Linked DNA regions of Mus musculus: all the other regions are linked to region 2. Evidence: chromatin contacts called from public HiCAR-type, HiChIP or PLAC-seq and promoter capture Hi-C data. All regions are on one chromosome and are shown on one strand. The core of a region is the stretch at or near the end of the contact, and the rest is flanking DNA. Distances in the headings are between cores, read along the strand shown. Region 1 holds the start of Desi2 (desumoylating isopeptidase 2). Region 2 holds the start of Smyd3 (SET and MYND domain containing 3). Region 3 overlaps Desi2 (desumoylating isopeptidase 2). Region 4 holds the start of Cox20 (cytochrome c oxidase assembly protein 20). Region 5 holds the start of Efcab2 (EF-hand calcium binding domain 2). Region 6 has its middle 22 kb from the start of Gm24919. Region 7 holds the start of Hnrnpu (heterogeneous nuclear ribonucleoprotein U).

The links. Promoter capture Hi-C pulls out the DNA fragments that hold promoters and counts their contacts. HiCAR-type assays count read pairs that join an accessible place to other places. HiChIP or PLAC-seq counts read pairs in DNA pulled down with a chosen protein or histone mark.
Region 1: a contact with region 2 is called in a HiCAR-type map of astrocytes, with 4 times the contacts expected there. The contact joins the promoter of Desi2 here to the promoter of Smyd3 in region 2. A contact is called at or near these places in 7 of 39 promoter capture datasets (the 3T3-L1 cell line, hippocampal neurons, liver and 3 more), 2 of 115 datasets of contacts at active chromatin or transcription factors (astrocytes and pro-B cells) and 1 of 9 other capture datasets (adipose tissue).
Region 3: a promoter capture Hi-C map of liver shows a contact between it and region 2, with 3 times the contacts expected there. The contact joins the enhancer-like site here to the promoter of Smyd3 in region 2. A contact is called at or near these places in 6 of 39 promoter capture datasets (the 3T3-L1 cell line, hippocampal neurons, liver and 2 more) and 1 of 115 datasets of contacts at active chromatin or transcription factors (pro-B cells).
Region 4: an H3K27ac HiChIP or PLAC-seq map of extraembryonic endoderm stem cells shows a contact between it and region 2, with 10 times the contacts expected there. The contact joins the promoter of Cox20 here to the promoter of Smyd3 in region 2. A contact is called at or near these places in 9 of 39 promoter capture datasets (the 3T3-L1 cell line, the C10 cell line, the HPC-7 cell line and 6 more), 3 of 115 datasets of contacts at active chromatin or transcription factors (DN3 thymocytes, extraembryonic endoderm stem cells and large pre-B cells) and 2 of 9 other capture datasets (adipose tissue and liver).
Region 5: a promoter capture Hi-C map of liver shows a contact between it and region 2, with 5 times the contacts expected there. The contact joins the promoter of Efcab2 here to the promoter of Smyd3 in region 2. A contact is called at or near these places in 7 of 39 promoter capture datasets (the 3T3-L1 cell line, 3T3-L1-derived adipocytes, hippocampal neurons and 3 more), 10 of 115 datasets of contacts at active chromatin or transcription factors (the 230-238 cell line, bone marrow-derived dendritic cells, embryonic forebrain and 5 more) and 1 of 9 other capture datasets (embryonic stem cells).
Region 6: a promoter capture Hi-C map of liver shows a contact between it and region 2, with 2.8 times the contacts expected there. The contact joins the enhancer-like site here to the promoter of Smyd3 in region 2. A contact is called at or near these places in 5 of 39 promoter capture datasets (the C10 cell line, cranial neural crest, hippocampal neurons and 1 more) and 3 of 115 datasets of contacts at active chromatin or transcription factors (astrocytes, embryonic stem cells and large pre-B cells).
Region 7: an H3K27ac HiChIP or PLAC-seq map of embryonic stem cells shows a contact between it and region 2, with 5 read pairs. The contact joins the promoter of Hnrnpu here to the promoter of Smyd3 in region 2. A contact is called at or near these places in 13 of 39 promoter capture datasets (the 3T3-L1 cell line, the C10 cell line, the HPC-7 cell line and 8 more), 4 of 115 datasets of contacts at active chromatin or transcription factors (the 230-238 cell line, embryonic stem cells and large pre-B cells) and 1 of 9 other capture datasets (liver).

The regions. Positions count from the first base shown.
Region 1 is chr1:178,185,117-178,189,055 of GRCm38.p6, forward strand. It overlaps Desi2 (desumoylating isopeptidase 2), which reads left to right and starts at 2,301. Exons shown (of 5, transcript NM_024282.3): 1 at 2,301-2,841. The coding sequence starts at 2,800.
Region 2 is chr1:179,515,634-179,519,479 of GRCm38.p6, forward strand. Smyd3 (SET and MYND domain containing 3) reads right to left here and starts at 2,408. Exons shown (of 12, transcript NM_027188.4): 1 at 2,155-2,408. The coding sequence starts at 2,318.
Region 3 is chr1:178,203,982-178,207,666 of GRCm38.p6, forward strand. The region is part of intron 1 of Desi2 (desumoylating isopeptidase 2); the gene reads left to right. Among named protein-coding and RNA genes, the nearest start is that of Desi2, 18 kb to the left of the region's middle. Within about 2 kb of position 1,875, at least 21 of the 459 cell types and tissues checked have an H3K27ac peak or open chromatin away from gene starts, as enhancers often do. A contact at or near this core is called in liver, where this site is marked.
Region 4 is chr1:178,317,006-178,320,651 of GRCm38.p6, forward strand. It overlaps Cox20 (cytochrome c oxidase assembly protein 20), which reads left to right and starts at 2,148. Exons shown (of 4, transcript NM_025511.2): 1 at 2,148-2,203. The coding sequence starts at 2,165.
Region 5 is chr1:178,404,612-178,408,698 of GRCm38.p6, forward strand. Efcab2 (EF-hand calcium binding domain 2) reads left to right here and starts at 1,407. Exons shown (of 7, transcript NM_026626.3): 1 at 1,407-1,522. The coding sequence starts at 1,492.
Region 6 is chr1:178,367,255-178,371,342 of GRCm38.p6, forward strand. No RefSeq gene overlaps it. Among named protein-coding and RNA genes, the nearest start is that of Gm24919, 22 kb to the right of the region's middle. Within about 2 kb of position 2,232, at least 417 of the 459 cell types and tissues checked have an H3K27ac peak or open chromatin away from gene starts, as enhancers often do. A contact at or near this core is called in astrocytes, embryonic stem cells, hippocampal neurons and 1 more, where this site is marked.
Region 7 is chr1:178,336,173-178,340,093 of GRCm38.p6, forward strand. Hnrnpu (heterogeneous nuclear ribonucleoprotein U) reads right to left here and starts at 1,643. Exons shown (of 14, transcript NM_016805.3): 1 at 781-1,643. The coding sequence starts at 1,399.

The sequences.
Region 1 (3,939 bases), core at 1,051-3,550, 1.3 Mb before region 2:
GATTTCTGAGTTCAAGGCCAGCCTGGTCTCCAAAGTGAGTTCCAGGACAGCCAGGGCTATACAGAGAAACCCTGTCTCAAAAAACAAAACAAAACAAAACAAAAATAGTAACCAATAGACTTGGCAATAGTGTAATGTTAGAGTAATGTTAAATAATGTTATGATGCTTTTACAATAGTACATTTCCATATGGTTTTTCCAAAGGCTATTCATGTTAGTTGTCCTCCCCATATTGCCTTCTTTAGCCTGACCTCCCACCTCCTCCCCCTTTTAATATTTCTTTCCAGCTGCATTTTTTCAATATTTCCTAGTGCTTCAACCCTTAATTTCACATAGCCTATAGTCATCTGCAAAAGAAGTTCCAATTAACGGATTACCTTTATCAAATTAGCCTGTGGGTATTGTCTTAACTAATTGATATAAGAGGGCCCAGTATACCCTGGGTGTTACATCCCCTGGAGAGGTTGTCTTGAGTTTCTTAAAAAAGCTAGCCAAGCATAAACCAGTGATTGAGCCAGCAGGCACTGCTCCTCCAAGGTGCTTGCTTTAAGTTCCTGCCCTGTCCTGACTTCCTTCTGTGATAGACTGTGACCCCTAAACCTGTTCTGCCCTAAGCTGCTTTCTGTCAGAGCAGGTGTTATCACAGCAACAGAAAGACTGCCCAACAAGTCTCTAGGCTTTAAGTTCTACTGAAATGTTTATTTTAGTCAGATTAATGGTTGTGACTCCATTTCATTTATGCAAATGCCTACTCAACATCTCATGAGACTCTAAAAGGCACTGAAAATATAACATGACCTAACAGTAATTTCATTTCCCTTTCTAACCTGCTTCTCCCTCAAATGTTTGATATATTATGAATAACATACTATCTACCCAAATTTGTCAAACATCCAGGACCTATTTTTGAGACTACCCCTAACTCCCCCAACAAATTTAATGTCCACACTTTTTAATATAAGGCTGGTCACTAGACTCCCAAGATGAGGAAGAAACCAAGCCACAAATCCAAAGTGCCTTTTAAATCTCTTGCATTATATCTGTTAATAACCCATTGACCAAATCAAGCCAAAGCTTGCTAAAGACAGTAGAGAGAGGCATCAAAGGTCATATATAATTTGAGAAGCCACTTTTACAATTTACCACGTTAATGGTCATGTTTCTATTTCCCTTGCCTCATTAAAATTTCACACAGAAACTCAAGCAATTTTTAATTTTTTAAAGTTATTTATTTATCTGAGTACATCATATCTGTCTTCAGACATATCAGAGGAGGGCATCTGATCCCAAATATAGATGGTTGTAAGCCACCATGTGTTTGCTGGAAATTGAACTCAGGACCTCTGGAAGAGCAGCCAGTACTCTTAAGCATTGAGCTTTCTCTCTAGCTCTCAAGCAATCTTTTAAGAGACTTATGTACATATTCATGTCGTTCCTTGGCTCAAACCCTACCAACTCTTCATTTAAAATCCAACCTCAGAGTTTGGAGAGATGGCTTGCCCACTAAAAGTACTTGTTGCTCTGCAGAGGATCTCAGTTTGGTTCCCAACACTCAGGTCAAGCAACTTACAGCAGCCTATAACTTCGGTTGCAGAGCATCCCTGCCCTCTGTCCTCTTTGGTCACCTGCACCCCTTGCTGTCTTTGTCTCTGTCTTCTGTCTTTCTCAGTCTCTTTCACTCTTTCACACACAGAGACACACAAACACACACACAATTGATAAATCTAAAATGTAAAATAGATATTCAATCTCAGCTAACTGAAAACTCAGGATGTCTTCTGACCAGTTAACTGCCTGTCCACAGATCACCTCTTTGCTCATTATATTCTAGCCACAGAGAACTTTTATTTTGTTCCTTAAGTACAAAAAACATGTCTTATGTCTATGTACTTTTGTCTCCTCTAATTGGAATTCTTGGCTCTCTTATATTTGACTAGCTTTCTGTCATTCACGAAATGTGAATTCCGTTTTGAGGGTTAAAGGAGACTTTCTTACATCCTACTTTTACAAGGGTAACCTTCCTCCCTTTATTGCCTCACTTCTATATTTTCAAAAATTAAAAAAAAAGCAGAAGGGCTTTGGAAAACTTAGTCATCACTTCTTCACATTGCGTTGGATTCACATCTCACGCTACAAACACCAGAAACAGCACTGAAAACTAAAAGGCAAATGGAGTCTCTGCTCGCCAAGGACGAACAGCGAAGGTTCCCCTGACAAACTCTTCGCAGGACTTTCTGGGAACTGTAGTCTCCCAGGGAGACGTGAGTGCCTACAATATCCTGGTGAATGCTGGGATATGTAGTCAGACTGCTTACACGCCCAATAGGAATCGCGGGTTCTCCCTCTGCTTTCTGGGAACGGTAGTCTTTCTGCGACCTCGAGCCACCAGGGTGAAGAGGCATCCGGCCTGTCGCCATTTTAGGTCTCCAGCTGCAGAGCCTGAGAGCCTCAACGCGCAGGCGGGCTCATCCCTGGATCCTGGCCGGCCCCGCCTCCAGGGTGCCTAAAGCCCGCCCCTCGCCCAGGCCCCGCCTTCCCCCACGTGTCTGCGGCCGAGGGGAGGCGCCTGAGCTGGAGCTGCCTCTCCACCTGTCTGGCCGGGTCCTCGTACAGGTTTCTGACAGCGTCTCCCGGGAGCGGTCCCGGCTGCCGGATGCTTCCGCCCCGGCTGCGGTGGGCCGGGCTGGACGCTTAGTGCCCGGCTCGAGCCCTGCCTGAGGCGCCCGCGGGGGTGGCAGCGGCCTCCGCCCCGCGGAGACCGAGCGGCTGGAGGACGAGGCGGCGGCCGTGGGGAGAAGGATGGGGGCTAACCAGTTAGTGGTGCTCAACGTCTACGACATGGTGAGTGCGTCCCCTGGCGGCCCGCGCTGGCCGGCCCTGTCAGGGGTCGGGACCCCGGCCCGGTGCTTCCTGCCTCGCGCCTCCGCCTCCAGCTTAGTTCTCAGGGGTGGGGGGAGGGGACAGTCGCGCTGTCTTCTAATCCCGAGACTGGCCCGCGCGCCTCCTGGAGGTGTCCCAGTCAGTCCGAAAGAGGGCTTGGGCTCGAGCCTCGTCCCAGCCCTCAGCTCCCCTGGCTGTGGGCCCGACCCCTGGGCGGATGAGCCGTGTCCTATCCGCGAAGCTTCGGTCGCAGGGCGACCTCCCTCCCAACTGCCACCTGGCCTCTAAGCTGCTCAGCTCCCCTCTGCCCTGCTCCTGCTGGCCCTTGTCTGTCTCCAAATGCTCGAGGCTTCCGACAACTCTCAAGCCCTTCAAGTCTAGAAAGTCACAGCTTCGATGCGGATGCTAGCGTCTCCCCAGAGGTGAACCGGAGCCAATACACCCTCACCTCCAAGGCATCCTCATAAAAATGAAAGAAGCGAAAATTTATGTAGAAAATAGCGCCATTGAATTATTTAGCGATCACAGAGGTGATCCTAGAATCCGAAGGCCACTTTCCAGGTGATGCAACAGGTGGATGACGTGACCGCTAGAGAGGGAAAGACAGCCTTGTTTATTATGTCATCTAACTTTGAAGAACTGAAAACATTCAGGCTAGGGTTCAAAGGCTGGATCCCCTCAGGTTCCAAGTGCAATAATACCCCTAGAAGAAGCACCTGGTAGAGAATGATCGCCGCAGGGAGGCTACGTTTGGGTGTGTTCACTCTCCTTTGGTTACTTAATTTTTGTTTTGTAAAGGATAGCCTTCCCCTGAAAAGCCTGAAATTTCTTGGCTATGCATTGACACATGAAATTTCTCCAGCATTATTTCTGTTGGCTTAAAAGTACTTAGAAGAAATTCAACAGTAAGAAGTCTTGGCTCTTAATTACAGCTCTAAGCTCTTTCTTCTTTGTATTGTTTATAAATTTTTAAATGAACAGGGAGCTATTGATAGAAAAGGATTCCTCATGCTATATCTAGAAGTTAACGTTGACAGGGCATGGTCTGCTGGTAACTAG
Region 2 (3,846 bases), core at 1,158-3,657:
CCAAAGCAAACACAAATCAACTGTTTTGTGTAAAGAACGAATAAGCAAGTATCTGTTAGCCAGCCTGAAGGATGCACTTGTTTGGATTCCTGGCATTTGTTTATAACCCTGAGAGGTGAGGGCTGCCTCCTACCTTTTAGCCAAAAAGAACAATCCTTTCTCACCTGTCAGTTAAGGTAAGCAGTGGCCTGTGCTCGGCTAATCCAAGAAAGAGAGCAATTAGCTTCCCAAAGAGCACAGCAGAGTCCCTCGTCCAGGGTGCTACCAACAGGATGCGGCCCAGACTACAGCCCGACCACTACAGGGCAGTTCTGATTTGGTTCCTGTTCATCTTCACATCCAGGTTTCTCCCACCCTTAAAGCAAAGCTGAGAGTTCCCCAACAACCTTTCAAGAATTTTTTTTTTTTTTTTTTTTTTGGTTCTTGAATCACCATGGTTCTCGAAAGAAAAATGATAAAAGTCAGGCTCATTGTGTACTTTATTCTGGAAAATGGGAGATTCTTTCTAACGTATGACTCAAAATCAGCTCCAAGACAATATTTGTACAGAACTCCAGTACTTCATAAAATATATATATATATATATATATATATATATATATATATATAGCAAAATTTTTAAAAAGAACATCTCAGCCAGGTGTGGTGGTGCATGCCTTTAATCCCAGCACTCAGGAGGCAGAGGCAGGCAGATTTCTGTCTCGAAAAACAAAAACAAACAAACAAAAAAGAACATCTCAGGTTGAAGAGATGGTTCAGTGGTTAAGAGCACTGGCTGCCCTTCCAGAGCACCTGGGTTCAAAAGACAATCTCTGATCATTCCATTACTAATTTGTCATTGTTTATGATTAAATGCACCTGCTCTACCCACTGAGCAACACAGCCTTCAAACTATGTCTGCAAGGAGGCTTACATCATCTTTACCACTTAATGCTTTAGGACTTAAGCAGTAAGCTCTCTGCCATGGGGTGAGGTACATCTACACTCTAAATAGCCTACAAAGTATGTAACACAATGAAGGAAGAGTCCTGCTTTCTCCAATTAGTCTGTGAGAAGGGGGTTCGTGGCATTCGAGGCCGAGTTGTGAAGGGAGTGAATTGCTTTAACCCCACAAACTTCCCGCTGCTCTTTCAGCAACAAATCGCGTGCAGGTGTGTGCATGTCATTTCGATCACCACTTGAGAAGATAACAGATAACATTATTATTTGCTAACTTTAAAATGCAAAGCGAAGTCTTCAGTTATAAACTAAACAAGAATATTGTGGAAGCCGGGCGTTGGTAACAGCAAGACTTTGGGACGCAGAGAAGGCCAGCCTAGTCTACAGAGCAGCTACAGAGAAACCCTGTCTGAGGGGGCGGGGACTGAGGAGGGAGGAGAGGGGAGCGAGGGGAGTATCCTGGAATGTATAGTAAAGCTAGACTCCCCACCTCTACCCACCCCAAACACAGAGGGATGGGTCTGGAACCTACCTACCTCAGAGTCCTTATCCCAGTGCATGGTGGGAACCCGATGTGTGCGGACGGAAGTGTATATGTTACACAACTCTATAAACAGTAAAGCACCCTCCGCTGACACCGTGCTTCCAGACTTCGAAACACTGTCACATAAACTGTTGCATCTACACAGAGGTGGTGAGTTACATTTGTCCGCACAATCTCTAGAGGGCAAAGCACACCGCGAGTCCTACGCTCCTAGAGTAGACTGTTTGCATCTCTTATTTTGCTCTTTTGTTACACGGTTAATTCTCATTTGCTCCAGTCCTTAGGGATGTCTCATTCATCTTCCTAAACCCAAGCCACGTAAAATCCAGACCAGCAAAGTACAACATAAACACCAGGCTTCTCGCTCCTCCCGCAAGACAGGTCAGGTGGGGCCTCAGTTCTGATCCTGACGTACACACCCCTACTCCTTCCCAGACTCACACCCCCCTGCCACTTCTGATTTCCACAACCAATGAAGCTCGTTGCACAGGCTTTGAATATTTTTGTTCCCCAGCAAAATTATCTGCCCGACGCTTCCCCTTCATCTGCACCACTGCCTCCCCCAATTCCCACCGCAGCCTAGGGTGCTGCAGACACCCCACAGAGCTGTGCCCTCGAGGCCCACCCCCACCCGCAGAGCCACGCGCCCCGGGCTCAGGTTCCGTACGTACCCCAGTAGGCAGCGATCACAGACTACGCCACGACTCCCCTTGCACACAGTGTAAGCCAAGGGGTCGGAGCGGAAGAGCAGCTCCCCGGGGCGCAGTGGAGCCACAGCACGCAGCCCGTTTCCCCGGTTGGCAGTCGTGAACTTTTCCACCTTCAGTGCCTCCATCCTTCCTCAGATCCACACCTCAGATCCGAACTGCGTCCCTCAGCTTGAGTCTCGTGTTTTCTGACTGCGCGCCTGCGTCCTGCGCTTGCGTACACCAGGGGGCGGAGACGAGCGCGCAGGTCCTGTGAGCATGCGCAGGAGGACCTACTACAGCTCGGGATGGGGTGGTGTATTTCCTCCTGTATTTTATTCCGCGCTTTTTTTTTTCTTTTTCTTTTTCTTTTTCTTTTTGAGACGGAGTCTCACTATGTGTAGCAAAGACTGATCTGGAGCTCTCTTGATAGACCAAGGAACCTCTCTATTTAGACCTCGAACTCACAGGATTCTGCCCGCCTCAGCCTCCTCAGTTCTGGAATTCAAGGTGTGCTCCACCACGCCCAGCTTATTATGCAAATTTTAATGCATAGTGAAAAAAAAAATGGTAAGAGCCCATGAGTGGTGGCACACACCTTTAACCTCTGCACTGGGGAGGCAGAGGCAGGAAGACCTCTGAGTTTAAAGCCAGCGTGGTTTATAGAGTGAGTTTCAGGACAGCCAAGGCTATACAACAGAGAAGCCCTGTATCAAAAAAAAAAAAAAAAAAAAAAAAAGGGCAGTGGTTATCTGTATATTCAGCATCTAGATCGAAAAATTCTTAACATCTGCAGGGTTTTTTTTTAAGATTTATTTACTGTTATATGTAAGTGCACTATAGCTGTCTTCAGACTCACCAGAAAGGGCATCAGATCTCATTACAGATCTGTGGTGAGCAATCATGTGGTTTCTGGGATTTGAACTCAGGACCTTCAGAAGAGCAGTCAGTGCTCTTAACCACTGAGCCATCTCTCCAGCCCAGCATCTGCAGTTTTGGATCACACCTTCTGTATATCTATCTATATGCCTATATTTTTTTATAAACCGTTTTAGAGTTATGTTTGTTGAACCCTTTGAAATAATGTTGCAGTCAGGTCTTGAACTCAGAAACCCTTTATTCTCTTCCTCCTGAGTTCTTGGATTATGGATATACAAGCAAAGGATTATGGGTATACAATGAACAAGCAAAGGAGTAGGCACAAGACTGCCTAGGAGGGTCAGCATGATCAACCAGTTCTGATGCTCAGACTCAGCTATATGAGACCTATATCAGACCACACAAAGCTTTTTAAAGACAGCGTCTATTGTGTATCTCTGGCTGTCCTGGAACTCTCTGTGTAGATCAGGCTGGCCTTGAACTCATAGACATCCTGCCTCTGCCTTTCCTGTATACACGTCTGTGTGCCTTCTGGGAACCCCAGCAAACACACAAGTGGAAGACTAGCCTCAGTAACAGAGAAATCCTGCTTAAAACATCTTTTTCTATGAGTGATTTCTTACTTCAATCCAAATATTTTGTTGGTTTGTGACCATGCCTCACAATTTCGCCCTGGCTGACCTGAAAAATCTCTGTGTAAAGCAGGCTGGCTTGGAATTCGGAGATCTGCCTGCCTCTACCTCTCTGCCCCACCCACCAACCCTGTCCCTAATCCTGCCCCTTGCCCCACCCCTGCCT
Region 3 (3,685 bases), core at 625-3,124, 1.3 Mb before region 2:
GGAAAAACAGCTTGATCTGTAAGTCTAAAACCCAAATAATTATAAGGATCTTGAGTCTGTACCTTTTATGGAGCTATTTGCAGTCCTTTATCCTCTAAGGCCTGTTGTAAATCTCTATAACATAAAAGCAAGTTCTGAGGATCTTTTCCCTTTAATAATACATTATCTGTGTAATGAACAATGATATCATAGGCCATTGTTGTCTTACAGGCTGAATGGCTTGTGCCACAAACTTTTGACATAAGGTAGGACTATTAGCCATGCCCTGTGGAAGAACTGTCCATTGATATCTTTTCATAGGTTCCTTGAAATTAATAGAAGGAACACTGAAAGCAAATCTTTCACAATCCTCAGGGTGCAAAGGAATAGTAAAGAAACAATCCTTCAGATCTACCACAATTTTATAATATTCTTTAGGAATGGTTACCGGAGATGGAAGCCCAGGTTGTAAAGCTCCCACAGGTACCATGGTTTCATTAATCTTTCTTAGATCTTGTAACAATCTCCATTTACCAGATTTTTTCTTTGGTAACAAATATTGGAGTATTCCAAGGAGACTGAGATTCTACTAAATGCCCTGCCTCTAATTGCTCCTGCACTAGCGAAGAGGCGGCTTCTATTTTCTCTTTAGGTAAAGACCACTGATCAACCCACACCAGAATATTATTAAGCCATTGAATTTTATCAGCATAGGATGCAGTCAAGATAGTGGCCATTACTGAAAATACCCCAAGCCTCTTGTGTTAGAGTGAGGTTTAGGACCTTCAAAAGCGTTAATACTCGGGGCTGGCGAGATGGCTCAGTGGGTAAGAGCACTGACTGCTCTTCCAGAGGTCCTGAGTTCAAATCCAGAAACCACATGGTGGCTTACAACCATCTGTAATGAGATCTGATGCTTTCTTCTGGTGCATCTGAAGACAACTACAGTGTACTTATTCATAACAATAAATAAATCTTAAAAAAAAAAAGTCTTAATACCTTGTCCTTCCTTTCCTAGCCCCTGACCAGGCAAAAATCCTTGTCTTAGCATCTGCTTAGTAACTGCCTCATTAGGACTGCATGTTATAATGCCCATCTGTGACAAGAGATCTCTTCCCCAGAGAGTAACAGGCAAATTTGTCATAACATAATGCCGAATCTGTCCTGAATTGCCCTCCTCATCTCTCCAGGTTAGCAATTTAGAGCTTTGTTTTGGGTTATTGGCATAACCAATTCCTTGGAGGTGAGTAAGCATATCAGACAAAGGCCAAGGTGAAGGCCAATCTTGTCCTCTAATAATTGTTACTTTAGATCCTTCAAAGCTTTTTTCCTTCAATTATCAATTTAAGGTTAGGCCTGATTAGTAATAGATTGAACCCAGTACACATCAGAGGAACCAAAGCCACTTTGTCCTCTCTCATTCTTAACAAATCTGGACGGTAGCAGATGTAAGGGAACTAAGATAAGTTGAGCAATTCTTTGATTAGCAGGTACAGTTATAATACCATGAGGGGAAGCAGCCATGATTTTAGTTTCTCCCTCATAATCATTATCTATAACACCTCGATAAACCTGCAGATCTTTTACAATAGAACTGCTTTGGCCTAAAAGAAATCCCCAAGTTTCTGCAGGTAGAGGTCCAAAAACTCCTGTAGGCAGAGTTTGAACTCCCATTTCTGGGGTTAATACTGTGTGGGTGGTAGAACAGAGGTCCAATCCTGCACTTCCTGGTGTTGCCCTGATAAGTTCAAAAATGGACTTACTTGGCTGGGCAGCAGCTTCATGGCCCCATAAGCTGCCTGCTGTGGGTATCTTGGGGCCTGAGGCTGGCCCCTCTTCTCATTTCCTGGCACCGACAGCCCTGAATATCTGTCTTGGATTTACATTCCCTAGCCCAGTGGTTGCCCTTCCTGCATTGAGGACAAACTCCTGGAGCACGGCCTGATTGCCTGCTCTTGGCACCTCTACTCCTAGGACAATCATTTTTAAAATGACCCAAACTTCCACACTTAAAACATGCATTATTCCCTCGTTTCTGTGCAAGCAATGGTTCCTTGCAAAGCAGCAGCCAAGGCCAAGCCCTGATTATATGAAGGCCCAATCTCTGCACAAAGACGGATATACCCGGCTAAGTCTTTCCTTTTTGTGGCCGAATAGCGGCGCAGACATGCTGTGTTAGCATTCTCATAAGCCAATTGCGTAATGAAAGGAATTCCCATTTGAGAATCTCCAAGAATTCTACTAGCTGTTTTTAATAGCCTATCCACAAAGTCCTGGAAAAGCTCATCAGGACACTGTCGAATACTGGCTACACTTCCACTGAGATCCCCTTTAGTAGGTAAGCACAGCTGACAGCCATAGCAACCTGCGAGTACACTCCCAACAGGAAACCCAATCTGATTAGCATTGCTTTCATATTGACCTTCTCCTAAAAGCATGTTAATATCCCAGTCTGGGTTTCCTGTCTGAGCATTCAAAGCAGCAGTTTTCTTACTGGCTTCTTGCCATTCAGAACTCCAAAGTAAGAAATCTCCTCCTGACAAAGTAGCCTTACATAGAGTCTTCCAATCTTGGGGGGTTAAATTTGACTCCATGACAGTATCCAATAATGCTTGTGTAAAAGGAGCTATAGGGCCATATTGTGCAACAGCTGTTTTTAACTCCTTTATCACCTTGAACTACAAAGTCTGGTATTGTCTGACTATTGTTTTGCTGGTCAATTATCTCAACTACAGGAAAGGTTAGCATCAGATGTGTCCTGCCCTTTCCCCGAGAGCCTGACTCACAGCTCTTTCTAGCGGGGATTGGTACATTTCAGAATAGCTGTTCTTCCCTGTATTTGATATCTTTTTTAGCTCCCGAAGCTCATTAGTCAATTTCTGTAACTTAATTTCAAACTCTAATTTACTTAGTGCATGTCCATTTATGTAGCAACTCCTATAGTGGAGGCCATAGGTGGAGCAGAAGGTTCACAAGGAGGCAATCCTCATCAAAATATTTGGCAGCTCCTTTTTCTGAATGATCTTCTTTGTCTAACATGCTCATCATTAGAGTCTCTATATCTTTCTAATTTAGGGTTGAGAGGGCCCTTTTCTGAGAAAGTCCTCTCTGGCAGGCATTCTTCCTGAGATTCTTCAAGCTCTGCCTGGGTACTATCTGACGCCTGCAAGGTCTCTTCATCAATATCATCTTTTACAAGTGCCCAGAGGCAGAGGGTGAAATTATCTGCCTGGGTGTTTCTCAGAGCTTCTCTAATTCTCTCCCAAATTTTCTTATCTAAAGTTTCTTCTTCTCTGAACCATGGGCAGCAAAAATCTATCTGATCTGAAAATTCTAACAATTATTCTTCAAACCCTACTCCTCGCCTGAAGCAGCTCTTGAAGACTGTGGACAAATACCTCTTTAGAATTTTCTATTCCCATTTTCCGCTGTCAGCCCCTAAGTGGAATCAGCGCCTGGTCAACACTGTCCAAACTTAGCCCGTATTCTATCGCACCTACAGCAACAATTTAAAAAACGAAATTTAAAGCCAATGCTAGCATGAATACCTGTTGCTTACTGTGCCAGATACGATCTTCTTGTTTTTCCCTTCTCATGGAACTCTACCTAAGACAGTGTTCCCTCATTTGATTCTGCTACACGTTGGGGCACCAAACTGTGACCACCCAGGGCCACACGAACCAGGTCCTCCTAAAAAGCAGACTGG
Region 4 (3,646 bases), core at 898-3,397, 1.2 Mb before region 2:
CCTACTCTTTCAACCAGAATGCTGGGCTTTTAGGTCAGAGCCAACACATCTGCATCTAATGTTATTTTAAATGACTCCAAAATGTATTTGCATAATAATTTTAATTAAGAGAAGGAAAACAGATTGGAAGAACACAACAGTTAACTCCTTTGTTAACTATAGTTCCTATGAGGGGGAAACCACACAACCACTCACCCCAATCCTTAGTTAAAAATTCTACAAGGCTGATTCTACTGTGACAGGAGAGACCTGGAATGCTGCAAGCCTGGAGCTAAATTATCTTAGGCTATCCTTGGCCTCCTTAATAGCCATTCATTGCCCACTTCTATGTATAGCTTAGCATCTATCCTTGTGACTGTCCTTCTGGAATGTATAAACAGAACACTAACTTCCACCAATCCCAAAGACTGAGAATGTCATCAGATGAAATCTAAGGCCAATAGCCAGAGACATTCCATAAACTGAAGTGTCTTATCTCTTTTGTTACCATATAAAACTCATAAGACTGTAACACTTTTATGTTGAATATGGTTTGGGGGCAGTTTGAATCCTGTCCTTGGGTCATGATCATTTACATTTTACTACAGAATAAACTCTATTCTCTTCAAAGTCGTTTTCTTTCATCCACACCTTCAGGGAGAAGGAGAAGGGTGAGCTTGTTACTTTTCATTATTAACTGTTAAAAGACAAAACTGAAAAATATTCTATTTTCGTTAAATTAAGAAACTTTATCGAATCCATGACATTTTTCAAACAAGTGAAATGGACTCCAACTCAGTATACTCTAGCAACGTCTCAGTCACAAGTAAAACGGTAACGCCATTTCCTCGGTATTTTTCCCGTTACGTCCTTTATACCGCAATTAGGAATGCAAAAGAATTCCTCTCTCCTTTATGGAATATTACAACCTTAAATATTACCTTCCAGACAAAAATTCAAAGCCTGGCTAGCCAAGAATTTCAGTAGAGTATCCCAAACTGTCAAGATAACAGTTCCTTTTCTAGTCCTAGTAATATTAGAGCATTATACACTTTGTAACTGTTCAGCTTCCTTAAAAACAAAAAACAACTTACTACGCATAAAGAGAAATATAAATCACTTTTACCCCCTGGGATTGGCGAAAAGCAGTTAATGAGCATGAAGAATAAGACAGTAAGCAGTCCGCATGGTAATTAAGATGAGACCCTCCCAGCTAACACTGACGGGCAAGTAGCGTGCAGCACGTTACATGAAAGGCGGCATGACTCTGCACAATGACAGGCCGGGACATTTTCCGGGGAAGGGCCGTTTGGAACGGAAGAGGCCAAATCGGGAAATAGGTAAACAAAGAAAGGCAAAAGGCCGGGGCCAGGACATTAACCCGAAAACGGAGTCGCCATCGCCTGCTGAACTGGCTGACACTTGGACCCAAACGACCCACGGTCTGGGTTTCTACCCGCTATGTCACCGTCGCGTCACCCACGGCCTCCCTCCCGAAGGAAGGCACTTGCCGCCTGACGCATGCCCCCTAGGTAGCGGCCGCCTCCATTTTGTCCTGAGTCTCCTCCACGCGAGCGGCGCGCTATTTTTAACCTAAATCTGCGGGCCGGAGGGGGAGGGGCGTGGGCCTGGCGGGCGCTGGAAGGCCGCCGCGAGGGACCGAGGCGGGGGTGCGGGAGGTTGTCAAGGTCACCAAAGCTAGGACAAAGGACAAGCTGGGAACGAGGCCCGCGGAAACAGCGCCAGGCGACTTCCGGCAGTGCGGGGGCCGTCAAACCCGGACTCCCGCCCTCTAAGAGGACAAAGCGGCGCGCGACGCGCGGCCCCGGCTCCGCCCTCAGCGCCCAGCACGGGGACGCGCACAACGGTTGAAATGGCGGTTAAGGCGGAGGAGGGGCTGAGGGAAGCGAGTTTCTCGGTGCTCCTTGACTCGGGCCACCCTGCCTGCGAGACAGGAACCGGTGGCGCTTCTCTAGGTTGCCACCACTCGCGTTCCTCATGGTCGGTTGCGGGTTGGAAAACAGTGTGGCCGGTTCCATGGAACAAAGGAGTGTGCCAGGGCGGGCTTCCGGACAGCCCCAGGAACGCTCCCTAAGATGGCCGCCGCCGCGCGGGGATGGGGTGGGCGGAGCCCGTGTTGCTCCCGTCGCGGGCCTGGGCGGGGCGATGGAGAGGACTGGTGCCCATGGCGGCCGCCCCGGAGCCCCACGAGACGGAGAAAAAGGTAATGTTCGCCATGGGGCAAGGGGGGGTGGGGGGAGGTGTGCAGTGCGCAGGCCGCGACCCGGTTTCCTAGACCCATCCCATAGCCGCGAGGTATATCAGCGATCTAGTCCTCATATCCCGGATATATCTAAATTGCCAGTTAAACTAGTGAAGAGCAGGCCTGCAGGGTCAGAAAACGGAGACTAATCCAAAACTAGCATTGGATTTGGTAGAAAGGGCTAATAAAGGGGAAATGAAAACTCTGGAGAGCTGGGCGTGATGGTGCATGCCAGTAATCTCCACTTTGAGGGCTGAGGCAGGGGTGAGTTCTGGGCCAGCAAGTGAATCAGTCCTTTTCCTTGCACAACACAGGAGCGCACACTCACAGGTAAGGTATAGATTTGTTAGTTCAATGTGAGAACTGCAGTTTGACCTCTTATTAAAAAAGACGAAATCTCCACTCTGCATGAAGCCGACATCCTACTGGGGTAACGGGACAGTCGAATTTCATCCATTTAAGCCAGCCGGGATAAAACTGCAGTTTGGCCATGAACTGCTAGGCCTGATAGAATGGCTACAGGAAGGTGTCCCAAGTGGAGACTAATTAAGCCATGGTCAAGTGTCTAAAGATGTCTTTTGTTAAACAACTAAAACACTACCTATCAAATGAAAACTTGCTAGCACAAGTAAGGTCAAATGTAGTGTTTGCTTCATAGCTCATCTAGACTTGCTGAAATTGAACAGTGGGTTTGACAAAAAGACTCTGCTCTGAAAAATAAAGCCATGAAGGCTTGGGATGGGCACACCTTTTAACCAGGCACTTAGGAGGCAGTGAGTTCCAGGATAGCCAGGGCTACAAAGTAAACCTAAAACCTGTCTCAGAAAAGATTTTGGAAGCAAGAGAAACTACTTGAAAATACTTTGATACTTTGGTCGGTTTGCAAAACCGACTAAGACCAAATAAGCAGATGAATAGTCTCACAAACAGGGAGTCGAATAAATGGTATTCAGCTGATAACAGGTCACAAATGTTAAATCCGTAAAAGGAGGGGACACTGCTACTGGAACGTTGCTACTGCCAAATCCCCAGGCCAGTGGAACAGCAAGCCAATTACTGTAAATGTTTTCTCAAGATTCCCGGTGAGATGGAATCTAAGTGTATCTTTGCCTAAACAGTGGCCATGAGCGTGTGGGTACTCAAGTAAAATCAGGAGCATCTAGTTAATATAGTCTTGCAAGGCAACAGAAAAATGGTAGTATTAGGACTTAAGATGTGGAAGCAAGCGCAATCCTCAGAAGGTAAAGGTGCTTATTTACCACCTCTGTTCAAGTCTCTGGAGCTCTTGTGGCAGCCCAAGTCAGACACCCACAGATATAACTTACAGAATTTAAAATCCTTTCAAATTTAAAATCCTTTCAAATGAAAGGATTACAAAGCAGTCCTTTGGGGGGGGAGACTGGT
Region 5 (4,087 bases), core at 157-2,656, 1.1 Mb before region 2:
AAATAAAATATTAATATAAAATAAATAAAATATTAATATAAATTACTCTTCCATATTTTGGGGTGATTAATTTACTGTATGCTTGAGTTCATCTTGGAAGTCTTTCTTTTCTTTCTTTTCCTTTCTTTCTTTCTCTTTCTTTTTGTTTTATTGTTTTGTTTTTGTTTTTGTTTTTGTTTTTTTGAGACAGGGTTTCTCTGTGTAGCCCTGGCTGTCCTGGAACTCACTCTGTAGACCAGGCTGGCCTCGAACTCAGAAATCTGCCTGCCTCTGCCTCCTGAGTGCTGGGGAAATTTGCTTGATATGCACCATTTTCTGATTATTCAAATTGTAGTTAGACACTTCATCAAATCTTTATTGCCTATAGAAAAAAATATTTTAATGAAGAGTACAGTTGGCCTGCTTTGAGGGTTCATTCACTGAGATTACAGAACTTCGATGAATAAAAACTAATAATAAAAAATAAAATACTGAGATGTAAAGTGAATAAATAACTATATTAAAGAAAAATCAAGACAAAACAAAGGCCTCTACATTTAGTTACTTTTACAAAAATATTTAAATAAGTACACATATACCATGAAATTATCATTAAAGATTAAAACTAGATATTAATTTGAGTCACATTGTTAGACATTTCAAAACTGTTGGGTTTTTTTTGTTTGTTTGTTTGTTTGTTTGTTTTGGGGGGGTTTCATTTAAGGGAGAATCTTAGTATTCTGAGCTTATCCATCAAATAACAAAACACGCGATAGCCAAGTTTCTCAGTACTCAAAATTCTCATCGGAAGGTCATGCCAAATTGCACCATCAACATACAAAATGTGTGTATCCCTGAGAACAGACCGTCAATTTATTTGTTGCTATGAGAACACTATTTTGTATCAGAAATTGCAGCCTTGGCGACGCAGTGTTTGCGCCTATTTTGCACATGTTTTTCTACAGCAAGTCCTCTCTCTCTCTCTCTCTCTCTCTCTCTCTCTCTCTCTCTCTCTCTCTCTCTGCGATCCCGGGGAAAGGCTGGGCTTCCTCCTGCACTGGCCCATGTCCGTTTTCGCTCCAGTTCCGTGACTGGCAGAGTGGCTCCGCTCAGGAGAGGGTGACGCCAGAGAGCCACAAGGCCTGGCTCGGGTGGGGTTGGGGTGGGCGGACGCTTTTCGGGGAGGGACCGTGTAAGGGGCCGCCAGGTCTGCGCCCGGTTCTGGGGCGCACCTGAGACGGCCGGGAAAAAAAAAAGCTGAATAAAATAAGTAATTAAAGAAATGAATAAAGAAATAAGCAAGGCACACTACGTCCTTGACAGTCACAATCAGGCCCAGGCGGGTTCCGGAGCCTTGTTAATAAATGACGCCCCTAGGCCCAAAGAACGCGGGCCTCGGTTCTGGTGGGGGCGGGGATCGGGGGGCCACCGTGCATCCAGGGGCTTTCTCCGCCCGCGGGGTCCCGCAGGGTTCGTGCTGGATGTCTCCCGGGCGACCGGCTCCGCACCAAGATGGCGGAGGAAAGGGACGCGGAAGGGACAGGTAGGACCCTGCCTGGGGTGCCACGACGTCGCCTCTGCGCCTGAGGAAGCGCCCCCCGGCCAACATCTTGAGCCCCTCGGCGTGGCGACAGTGGGCTGAAAAGCGGCGCCAGCCCGCGTCCCCACCGTCCGCCCTCCCGTCCCCTCGAGAGGTCTGCGCGGGCTGTTGTAGCCCCCGCCGGGGAGGTTCATAATGGCGTCCTTGTCCCTGGCACCTCCCCTCCCCGTGAGGGCGCCAGCCGCGGTCTGGGTGGGCTGTGGGTAACCCGGAGGGCGGCCTCATGGAGGACTGGAGCTGCGACTAGAACCTGGCGGGATCCTCTGCGGCTGTGCCGAAACCCCGCCCAGCCCGGCCCAACCCGGCCCCAGCCGCCTCCATTTTGCCTCCTCCTCCGCCAGGCGGAGCGCAGCCTCCAGGTCAGACTGGGCCCTAGCGGCCCGGGTCGCGCTAGAGCCTTGCATAAGGAACACGCACTTTAATCACTTTAAAGAAAACCCAGCCGGGACTTGTCGGGCCGCCCAGACCGGCCGGGTACCCGAGAGGCCTCAGGGGACCCGAAAAACTAATGTTTCATGTTGAACTGCAAGACCTTTTGAATTGTTGCTAACCCAGCCGAATGACTTAAAATCGGATCTGTGACTCAACAGCCATTACGTGATAAATTGACAACATCACCGCTAAATAAATAGTCAAGCAAGCCCTAAAATAGTAAATGGCAAACATTGCAAAAAAAGTGAAAGTAACACTCCATCTTTGCTGACTCTCTCCCCTCCCTCTTGTATTCCCCCACCCCCACCCCCACCCTCTGGTTTGGAACACAGTAGTTAGGTTAACAACTAATATTTACACGAGTTGTTTAGTCCATTGTCATGGTGATTACAGGAACCCAGCAGGGAAACTTGAGACCCTAGATTTTTTTTTTTTTTTTTTTTTTGGTTTTGGCTGTCCTGGAACTCACTTTGTAGACCTGGCTGGCCTCGAACTCAGAAATCCGCCTGCTTCTGCCTCCGGAGTGCTGGGATTAAAGGCGTGCGCCACCACTCCTGGCAGCTAGAGATCTTATTGATGACCTGTGATTTATAGATGGTAAAATTAATCTCAGAAGTCGGCATTGTAGTATAGAGTTTTAACTCTACTAAGGTATCAAGATTTTTGTGGTGCTATTTTAGAAATGGAAGGTTTTATTCTACTTTTTTGTTGTTGTTTTTACAAAGAATATGAAGTTAGAGGGCAGGGAGTGTCGGTGAGGTGTTGGGGGAAGGGAAAGAATATGATCAAAATATGTTGTATAAAAAATGTTTTAGGTGAGTCGGGGGTGGTGGTGCACACCTTTAATCCCAGCACTTGGGAGGCAGAGGCAGGCAGATTTCTGAGTTCGAGGCCAGCCTGGTCCTACAAAGTAAGTTCCAGGACAACAAGGGCTACACAGAGAAACCCTGTCTCAAAAAAAAAAAAAAAAAAAAGTTTTAGGTAAAAAAAAAAAAAAAGCTTCCCCAGAAAGTATTTTTTTTTTTTTAGTTATACTTTTATTACCCCCCTCAAAAAAAGTAAAGGAGAAAATCATTAGGGGATGAATTATTTTTTAAATTAATTTACCTTATGTGTATTGGTGTATTGCCTTTGTGTATGTCCTTGTGAGGGTGTCGGATCCCCCAGAACTGGAGTTGCAGATGGTTGTGAGCTGCCATGTGTGTTCTGGGAATTGATCCAGGATTCTCTGGAAGAGCAGGTAGTGCTTCTAACCTCTGAGCCATCTGTTTTTTTGTTTTTTGGGTTTTTTTTTTGTTTTGTTTTGTTTTTTAAACAAAATCTAAATCATTTGGTTTTACCAATGAAAACCCGGGAGCCAGAATCTGTGGTGAAAGTTTGCTAGCTCAGAGAAGCAGAGAAAGCACCCAGCTGACCCTGCTCCTCAGCCAGTGTCCCAGACATTGTTTTTTTTTTTTTTTTTTTTTTTTTAAATAATCCTATGTTTACTCTCTGTCAATTGGTTGCTTGTTCCACCTCTTAACTTATGGTTGACTTTATTTAATTTTGTTTATAATATTCAAGCAGAGAACTCTTGGATAAATGCATATGCTAAAGCTGAAACACACCACAACTAGAGACACAATAGGTGTTATTAACACAGTGGGAACAAATATCCATCTCTCCAGACCCCTCCTTTTCTTTTTAAGTTAAAGACTTATTTAGGGTAGCATTGGAGTATACTGCAAGTTTTTACAATGTAAAATTATACACACACACACACACACACACACACACAACACTTAGGATCTCACCTTGTAGCTTTGATTGGTCTGGAACTCCCAGAGATGCACCTGTCTGCATCTGAGTGAGTGCTGTGACTAAAACTGTGTGCCACCACACCCAGCCTGATTTTTACAGTTGTTATCCCTGCTTGAGAGAGACAGAGACAGACAGAATTTCTGTTTCTTTAGTTTCCAAAACATATTTTAATGTTTAGTGTAAGTTTAGGAGAAAAAACAGTTCAGTCTGCAACTAACTGTGGAAGTAATGGCTGTTGAAAGCTGGATTTCATATATTCAATTTCTTATATATTTA
Region 6 (4,088 bases), core at 982-3,481, 1.1 Mb before region 2:
GTTAAAACAAGGGGTTTTGTATTTTGATTTTTGTTTTGTTTTGTTTTCTAGACAGGATTTCTTTGTGTAGCCCTTTGTGTAGCCCTTGTTGTCCTGGAACTCACTCTATAGACCAGGCTGGCTTTGAACTCACAGAGATCCACCTACCTCTGCCTCCGCAAGTGCTGGGATTTAAGGCATGGACCACCACTGCCTGGCATCAAGTCAAGTTTTAAAAAACAACAAGATAATGAACATTTTGAAGTATTTAATAATATCTTGGTTAGCACTACTAGCAAAGCAGCAAACGGGGGGGGGGGGGGGGGGGGGGGGGGTTGGTGTAGTGGCCATGGGGGAACTTCTAAAAAAAAGCTGTTGGGTAAGGCAACTTACAAAGACAGAGATAATTGCTGATACAACATAACAAAAGGAATTCTGTCTTTTCACTTCATCCCAGTCTTTTCTTTGCTTAGAGATAGCAACATAGAAGCCATTCCCAGGAGTTTAGATTGCACTAGGCTGCACATATGTAAGGACTATTGTTCACAGATAGTCTGTTGTTTGGATGTTCCAGGGCCTAGAGAGCTCATGCTGACTGCATATACAAGGTTCTCTTTGCTTTGCCGTTTGGCCAACTGCCCTACAGTCTCCCCCATTCTCCAAATGCCCCCCCCATCATCTCCATTGTGCCCCCCTGTTCAAGAGATTACCTACAGGTCTTTTATTTACCAGAATGTCCAAGCTCTGCCCTTCAGTTGGGACTTAAAAGTTAGATAATGCTGTTGGACTTTGCTGGGGAAGCTTTCGGTTGCAGTATCAGTGACCACGGGTCTGTATTAAATGTCACTCTGGAATAATTATTCTCCTCTGAGCCGAAGGTAAACAAGGAGAGGGGTCTGTCAGCTTTCATCCTGCACAGCTAAGTACCCTTTGGATTTATCTGGTAAAGCTGAGAAATCTAAGATTGTTCCCGGTGTCTCCAACACTAGCCCCTTAAAAAAGAAAACAGAAAAGGGCAAATCCGGGGAATCTCAGAACTTTGTTTTTATTTCATCACTCAGAGGGAACAGTGACTCCGGATTTCCATGAGAATGACAAAAGTGACGGCCAAGGTCAGGACACACTGTAGATTCATCTTTTCTTACCAATTTGTCCGGCTGTGTTAGTAACCCAAAGAGCAGAAAACGATGTGAATTTTATTCTTAGGAATCAAATAATTTTTTTTTTCAAAATTATTTTAAGAGCACTATTAGGCCTTTCATGCATTGGAAAAGAAAGAGAGAAAGATAAAAGAATCCACCATGTTTTGAAATCTTCCTGGTGCTCATAGGGCAAAGGTGCTTGTGCCAAGTCTAATGCTGAGTTCGATCCCTAGGCCCTACACAGTAGAAGGAGCAAATCGACTTCAAAGGCTTTTCTCTGACCTCCAAAACTCCTGTGGCATGCCCACCTCCCTCCCCAGTAATAGTGTATGCACGGTAGTGTTCTTAAGTGGAACAGCAGTACTGATTGATTCAATATGCTAGGCCCTATGGACTGGTGTGTAATCTCTGAGATGGGCATTTAGGAGTGCGTGCAATTGTCTGTTCAAGTGCTTTGTGGATCCGCGTGGTCTTTTTGGGGGGACATGGAACAGGATCCTGGAGGGAAGTCAGGAGCAAGCCTAGGAGGCCTAGGCTTTCAGGGCTAGGACTATAAATACGCACAGGCCCGGGGGAATCGTGAGACAGGCGGTGCGCACATTGCACTTCCTGGGAACTGCGAGCCCAGAGCGGCAGGCGGGGCCAGGCACCAACCCACTTGACAAATGCGCGGGGGCCCAGCGCGCCGCTCTGGGCGCGCGTCCACATCGCGTCACGTGCGCGCGGTGGCCAGGCACAGCCACCTCCACCCGGCTTGCCGCACGGGAGGGACTCGTGACGCTTGCTTCCGCGACAGATGCTTGCCGTTTTGGAAAGCCAGGTCATGTACAGAAGACAGGTTTACCTTCTAGATGAGGATAGGGCATGGGGGCATAGCTCAGGGATCCCCAGCAACACAGTGGATGGATGAATGAAGTAAAAGAAAAATAAAGTGTCAGGAACTGTGAGTGGAGAAAAAAACCCAACAATTAATAGTGTCGGGAGTCGGGGGCGGGGGAAGTAACTCAATAATGGGAAGCTTACCTAAGCATGTTGTGCCTGGAGGACTGTGCTCTGCAGCCGGAAGGACAGGGTAAAAGGTCTATAAGGGAAATAACCCGGATGGATGCGTCCCAAAGTACACATGCCTCTCTGCCCGGCAGTTGCTGCTCCTTACCCCTCCTCCACCGCTTAGCACAGTGAGGGGGAAGGCCTGGGTTTACTTAACGGGATTATGGGTCATTCTCACTGTTAAGATGTGCCTGGGTTGACACATGCCCGTTGATTTCTAACGACCGTTTTATTTAATTGTTTGAGGGAGAGGCACCAACAATTTTGAAACTGTTATTTACATATGGAGGCTTAGATCTTGGTTTATCTAAAGTTCTTACTATATTTACTTTTTGGGGTCTGGAAGTCAGAGTACAACGTGTAGAAGTCTGTTCACACCCTCCATCACTCTGATCTCAGGAATTGAAGTAAGATCCTCACACTTGATTGTCATGTTCCTTTACTGGCTGGGGATGCTGATTCAGCGCAGACTTCCTAGCGCATCAAAGGAAGAGCCTATACTATCTTTCCTCCCATGATATCAAGGTGATCAATGGCTTCAGGTGTTGTCCACCTGGAATAGTCCTTTATAACGTTGTCCATCATCTTAATTGTGAATGTAGCTACCGTTGACAGTCCTTGCTGGAGGTTTTATTTCATTAGCAGTTGAATTCCTCTTCTCTAAGGAGCAGGCTCTTTCCTGGTGAGTTATTTAGTTGCCCAGAGTTACAGTGCATCCAGGACACACTGGATTGATGCTCGACTCTTTATTTTTGGAATGAAAAGTTGTATCTCCACATCCTCCAGAGGTGACCAAGGGATCTTTTTCTGAATGCTTATGAAAATCACCATAATTGCTATGTCTCAATATGCTGCAGCTGTTATTTTATTCATACATTTGATGCTCAGGATGCCTTCCTGTACTGGCTGGTTTTGTGTGTCAATTTGACACAAGCTAGAGTCATCAGAGAGAAAGGAGCCTCAGTTGAGGAAACACCTCCATGAGATCCAGCTGTAAGGCATTTATTTTCTCAATTGGTGATTAGTAGGGGAGGGCCCATTGTGGGTGGACCTATCCCTGGGCTGGTAGTCCTGGGTTCTATAAGAAAGCAGGCTGAGCAAGCCAGAGGAAGCAAGCCAGTAAGAAACATTTCCTCCATGGCCTCTGAATCAGCTCCTGCCTTCAGTTTCCTGCCCTGCTTGAGTTCCTGTCCTGCCTCCCTCCAATAATGGACTGGGATCTGGAAGTGTAAGTCAAATAAGCCCTTTCCTCCCCAACTTGCTTTTGGGTCATGCATGGTGTTACAGTTTTTGGCTACAGCCTAAGTCTCCACAATACAATTCAGCAATCAGGGGAAAGCAAGTAACACAATTTAAAAGGTAGGAAACTTAACAGGGTGGGTGGGCGGGGCCCACTTGGGTTCTTCAACAATAAAGTTCAAAGAGGAAAAAGGACATGAAACCTACAGAATATAAGAAACAAGAGAGACCGTGAGTTCCAGGAAAGCCAGGACCATTAGACAGAGAAACCTTGTCTCAAAACACCATCCCCTTAAACAACAGCAACAACAACAAAGAATCCAGAGAGACATCACATGACTGTGCTGTCTAGATCTGGTTTGGACCATCATTTTTCTTTTCTTTTTTATTAATTAATGGATTTGGTTTTGTTTTTTTATGGTGCTGGTACTTCACTCGTTCGGCAAGTGCTACAGCTCAGAGGATAAAAGTACTTGCTGCACAAATCTGTCAATCTGAGTTCAATCCTTGGATCCTATAGTGAAAGAAACCCAACTTTAAGAAGTTGTCTTCAGGGCTGGTGAGATGGCTCAGTGGGTAAGAGCACCCGACTGCTCTTCCAAAGGTCTGGAGTTCAAATCCCAGCAACCACATGGTGGCTCACAACCATCTGTAATGAGATCTGACGCCCTCTTCTGG
Region 7 (3,921 bases), core at 393-2,892, 1.2 Mb before region 2:
AACACCGCCTTAAAGCATCAGGCCGAAAACTAAATAATGCAGTTAAGCACCTTTTGTGTTTCGAGCCTCAAGAGCTGTTACTGATTATTTTTTTCTGACTGATTCTTTGACTTTTTTAATCGACAAATGAAAATAAAAAAGTCTGGACTTGGACTGGACACAGTGACGCAGTCTGAAGACTGAACTTGCCAGCCTACCGCAACCTTCCAGAAAGCATTTTTTAAAAAGAGTTTAAAAAAAAAAAAAGCGGGACACCGCCCGGGCCCACGTGCGCCGGCCGCGCTCAAACGAGGGGGGGGGAAGCCTGGGCCCACCTCCCCTCCCCCACACGAGCCCGCGTGCCCCGCCGCCGCATTGTACTGAGCTTCCGCCCCGCTCCCCGCGCCTGCCGCCGGAAGTGACGTCACCACGAGCCCCTGCGCTCCTTGCACAATACCGCGGCGCTAAGCCGCCAAAGCCCGCCCGCTCCGGGACCTTCGGGCTTCTCCCCTCCCCCCACCGCCGACATGTGCCCGGACCGCGCGCACGCAGCGCCCCAGCGGCCGGCGCTCCCGCCCGGCCGGCCCCCCCACCGCGGCAGCTGCAGCGCTCCCCCCACCCCGGCGCCCGACATACATAATGGAGGCGCCGCCGGCATGGCGAGCAGAGCCTCCCGGGGCTCCCCCGCCCCCACCCTCCCGCGGCGCTCGCCCCGAGGGGCCCCGGCAGGCCTGGGGCACGGTCCCCACCGCCACGCGCACCCATCACGCAACACTCACCCGCCACCTTCCGCCTTCTTACCTCCCGCCTGCTGTTGGCCCTGCCTCGCCCCTGGCGGCGCCACCGTCACCGCGAAGAGCGAGGTGGGGCCGCTGCTCTTGCCCGCGGCCTCCTTGCCGGCACCACGCTGCTGGGAAGGCTGCTGCTGCGCCGCCGCTGCCGGCGGTTGGGACTGCTGCTCCCCGTGACCGTTCTCGTCGCCCGCGCCCTCCTCCTCGTCGCCGAGCTCGTCTTCCCCCTCCTGGAAGCCCTGGTCGTCGCCGTTCTCGTCTTCCGACGCTGCCTCCTCTTCCTCCATCGCGCCGGCGTCAGCCGCCCCCGCCGCCCCGTTCTCCTCGCCCAGCTCCATCTGGTCGCCGTCCAGAGCGGCGATGCCCTCCTCCTCCTCGTCGTCTTCGGCGCCAGCCGCGGCCTCCTGCTCTAGGCCCGCTCCCGAGCGCCCGGCCGCATCGCCACCTAGGTCGAGACTGCCGTTCCCGGGCTCCATGGCGGGGCGGCCTCCTGCCTCGTTGTCCAGCGCGGCCTGGAGTCGATCCATGAGATCGGCCTTGAGGCCCTTGTCGGAGAGGCGCCGCTTCTTGAGCTCCTCCTTCAGCTCCGACACCTTCAGCTTCTTGACATTAACAGGCGAAGAACTCATGTTGAGGGCCCCGGTTCCCCGCTGACTGCTGGCTCCCTCGGCCTGTGGCGGCGGCGGCTGCTGCTGGTCGGCCCGGGCGGCGGCTGCGGCTGGAGATGGCTGAGTGCTGCTGCAGAACGGACCCGCCTGGTGTCGAACGGCGCCAATTCCTTTCACCGAGTTCGCGAGGCAAGACGCGGAGACTCGCCCGGCGCGAGCGAGCACGCAACGTCCTCTCGCAGGGGCGGCGCCGCGCACGTAATATAGGCGCCCCGCCCCCTGCCGAGGCGAGGCCCGCTAGAGCGGCTGCGCGCGCAGGCCCCGCCCCGCCCCCACTGCGCGACCTCCGCGCTGGGCCGGACCGCGCAAATGGAGGCTCTTAGAAGCCACCTTTCGGTTAAACGGACCCGCCGCAGTGGCCGCCGGCCTTTCCGGCTCTTGAGCCGCCGCGCTCCACCGGCGCTCTGCCTTCTGTGTCCTGGCGGAGGCTCTCCTCCACCCGCCTTCAGTCCTCACCTGGCATTTTCCACTCGAGAACAACCTCCTTTCTTCCATCTTAGTTTAGTTTTTTGGTTTTCGGGTTGTTTTTTTTGTTGTTGTTTCTTGGGTTTTTTTTTTTTTGTTTTGGTTTTTGTTTTTTTTTTTGTCCCTCCGGCTCTAGGTTTAAAAAACTCTTCAAGTTTCCACCGCTGCCCTGTAGAACACCCATAGGCGATTGTTATGCAAAGGTGGTGTTTTGTTTAGTTTTTCCACCATTTAACTGCGTTTTTAAATTTTACAAGTCCTGCCTTGCCAGTCGGACTTATTTTAAGTTCCGCAAGGGCGAGGCCAGAGCCTTTCTTTTGTCTCTTCCCCAACCAGTGGTGCAAGGTTTGGGAAAGAGGCTTGCTGTACTCCACCATGCCTAACAGCCATATAGAGCGGGCCTTGTGTTGCTACTCACCGTATTTTCTATTGACCTTTGAGTAAGCCTTAGATTTTCATGGAAGTTCCCCTCGTTGTACTATAAAGATAGGCCTCTGTCCCCTGCAAATCTGATCCACCAGTTTGGAGACCCTTTAATTACAGATGAGGAAGACAGCCAGCACCCAGCTAGATTATGCACTTTGATCCTCTCCCTGTTTTTTCAGCCACTCTAAACATGTTTGTATACCTGCTGACTTGTCTACAAACTGGTAGTAACAAAAGGCTGGGATTTAGTAAAAAAAGAAAACACCTGTAGTTCTATTACTTGGCAGAGTGAGGCAGAAGTATCAAGAGTTAAAAGCTAGCCTGGGCTACTTAGTAAATTCCAGGCTTATCTGGGTTGAATACCAGACCCTATCTCAAAAAAGAAAAGAAAAAAAATTATGATTTGTTTTCTGGCATTAAATATGTTGTGTTCTTGAAACTTTTATATAGAATTTAATTTCTACACTGGGGCCTTCCTGTGTAGATTGCACCCAAGCTATGCTTGGTGGTACATGTGTATAATTTCAACACTTGGGAGATACAGGTAAGATGATCAAGAATTCAGTGTCAGCCAGGCAGGCAGTGGTGACACCCAAGTTTGGCTCCAGCGCTCAGGAAGCAGAGGCACCCCACCCACCCACCCCCATCCCCTCACCCCCACCCCCACCCTGTCTATGAAGCCAGTTCCAGGACAGCCAGAGCTACACAAAGAAACCCTGTCTCAAGCTAAGCAACTAAGCAACTCAGTCAATAAAATTCATTGTCATCCTTGGCTACAAAAGTTCAAAGCCAGTAGGAGATACCTGAGACCCTGTCTTTACAAAAACCAAGCACACCAAAATGTGAAACTATATATACTGGTGCACTGGTGCTCTGGCAGTAAAGCTGTGGTCCCTGTATTCCTCCTGTTCATCTGAAACTTAACGGTACAGAAATGAAACCTATCTGTCCAATATAATTTAACCAATTAATAAAATGATTTGTTTATTTGGTTTTTTTTTTTTTGAAGGGTCTCTGTGGCCAAGGCTGGCTGTCTATGCCTCCTATGCACTGGAATTAGAAGCATGCATTACTGCTCCCTGCTGCAACCATTTTTAAAAAGCATTATCCCTGGGGGGCTGGTCAGACATCTTAGCAGTTAAGAACACTAGCTGTTCTTCTAGAGGTCCTGAGTTCAATTCTCAGCAACCACATGGTGGCTCACAACCATCTGTAATGGGATCCGATACTCTCGTCTGGCATTCAGGTGTGCATGCAGATGAAATACTCATGCATTAAAAAAAAATTAATTTTTTTTTTTTTTGGTTTTTCGAGACAGGGTTTCTCTGTATAGTCCTGGCTGTTCTGGAACTCACTTTGTAGACCAGGCTGGCCTCGAACTCAGAAATCAGCCTGCCTCTGCCTCCCAAGTGCTGGGATAAGACTACTAGAGAAGCCCGCCAACTATAAACACTATCAAAAAGTGTTATCTGTCATATACCAGTTGATTGTGGTGTAGAAAAGCACAAGAGCTGGCCACCACAAGAGACAGCAGGAAGGACGTCACGCATGTATATAACCCCAGCCCTTGGGAGGTGGATCATAAGGTGAAG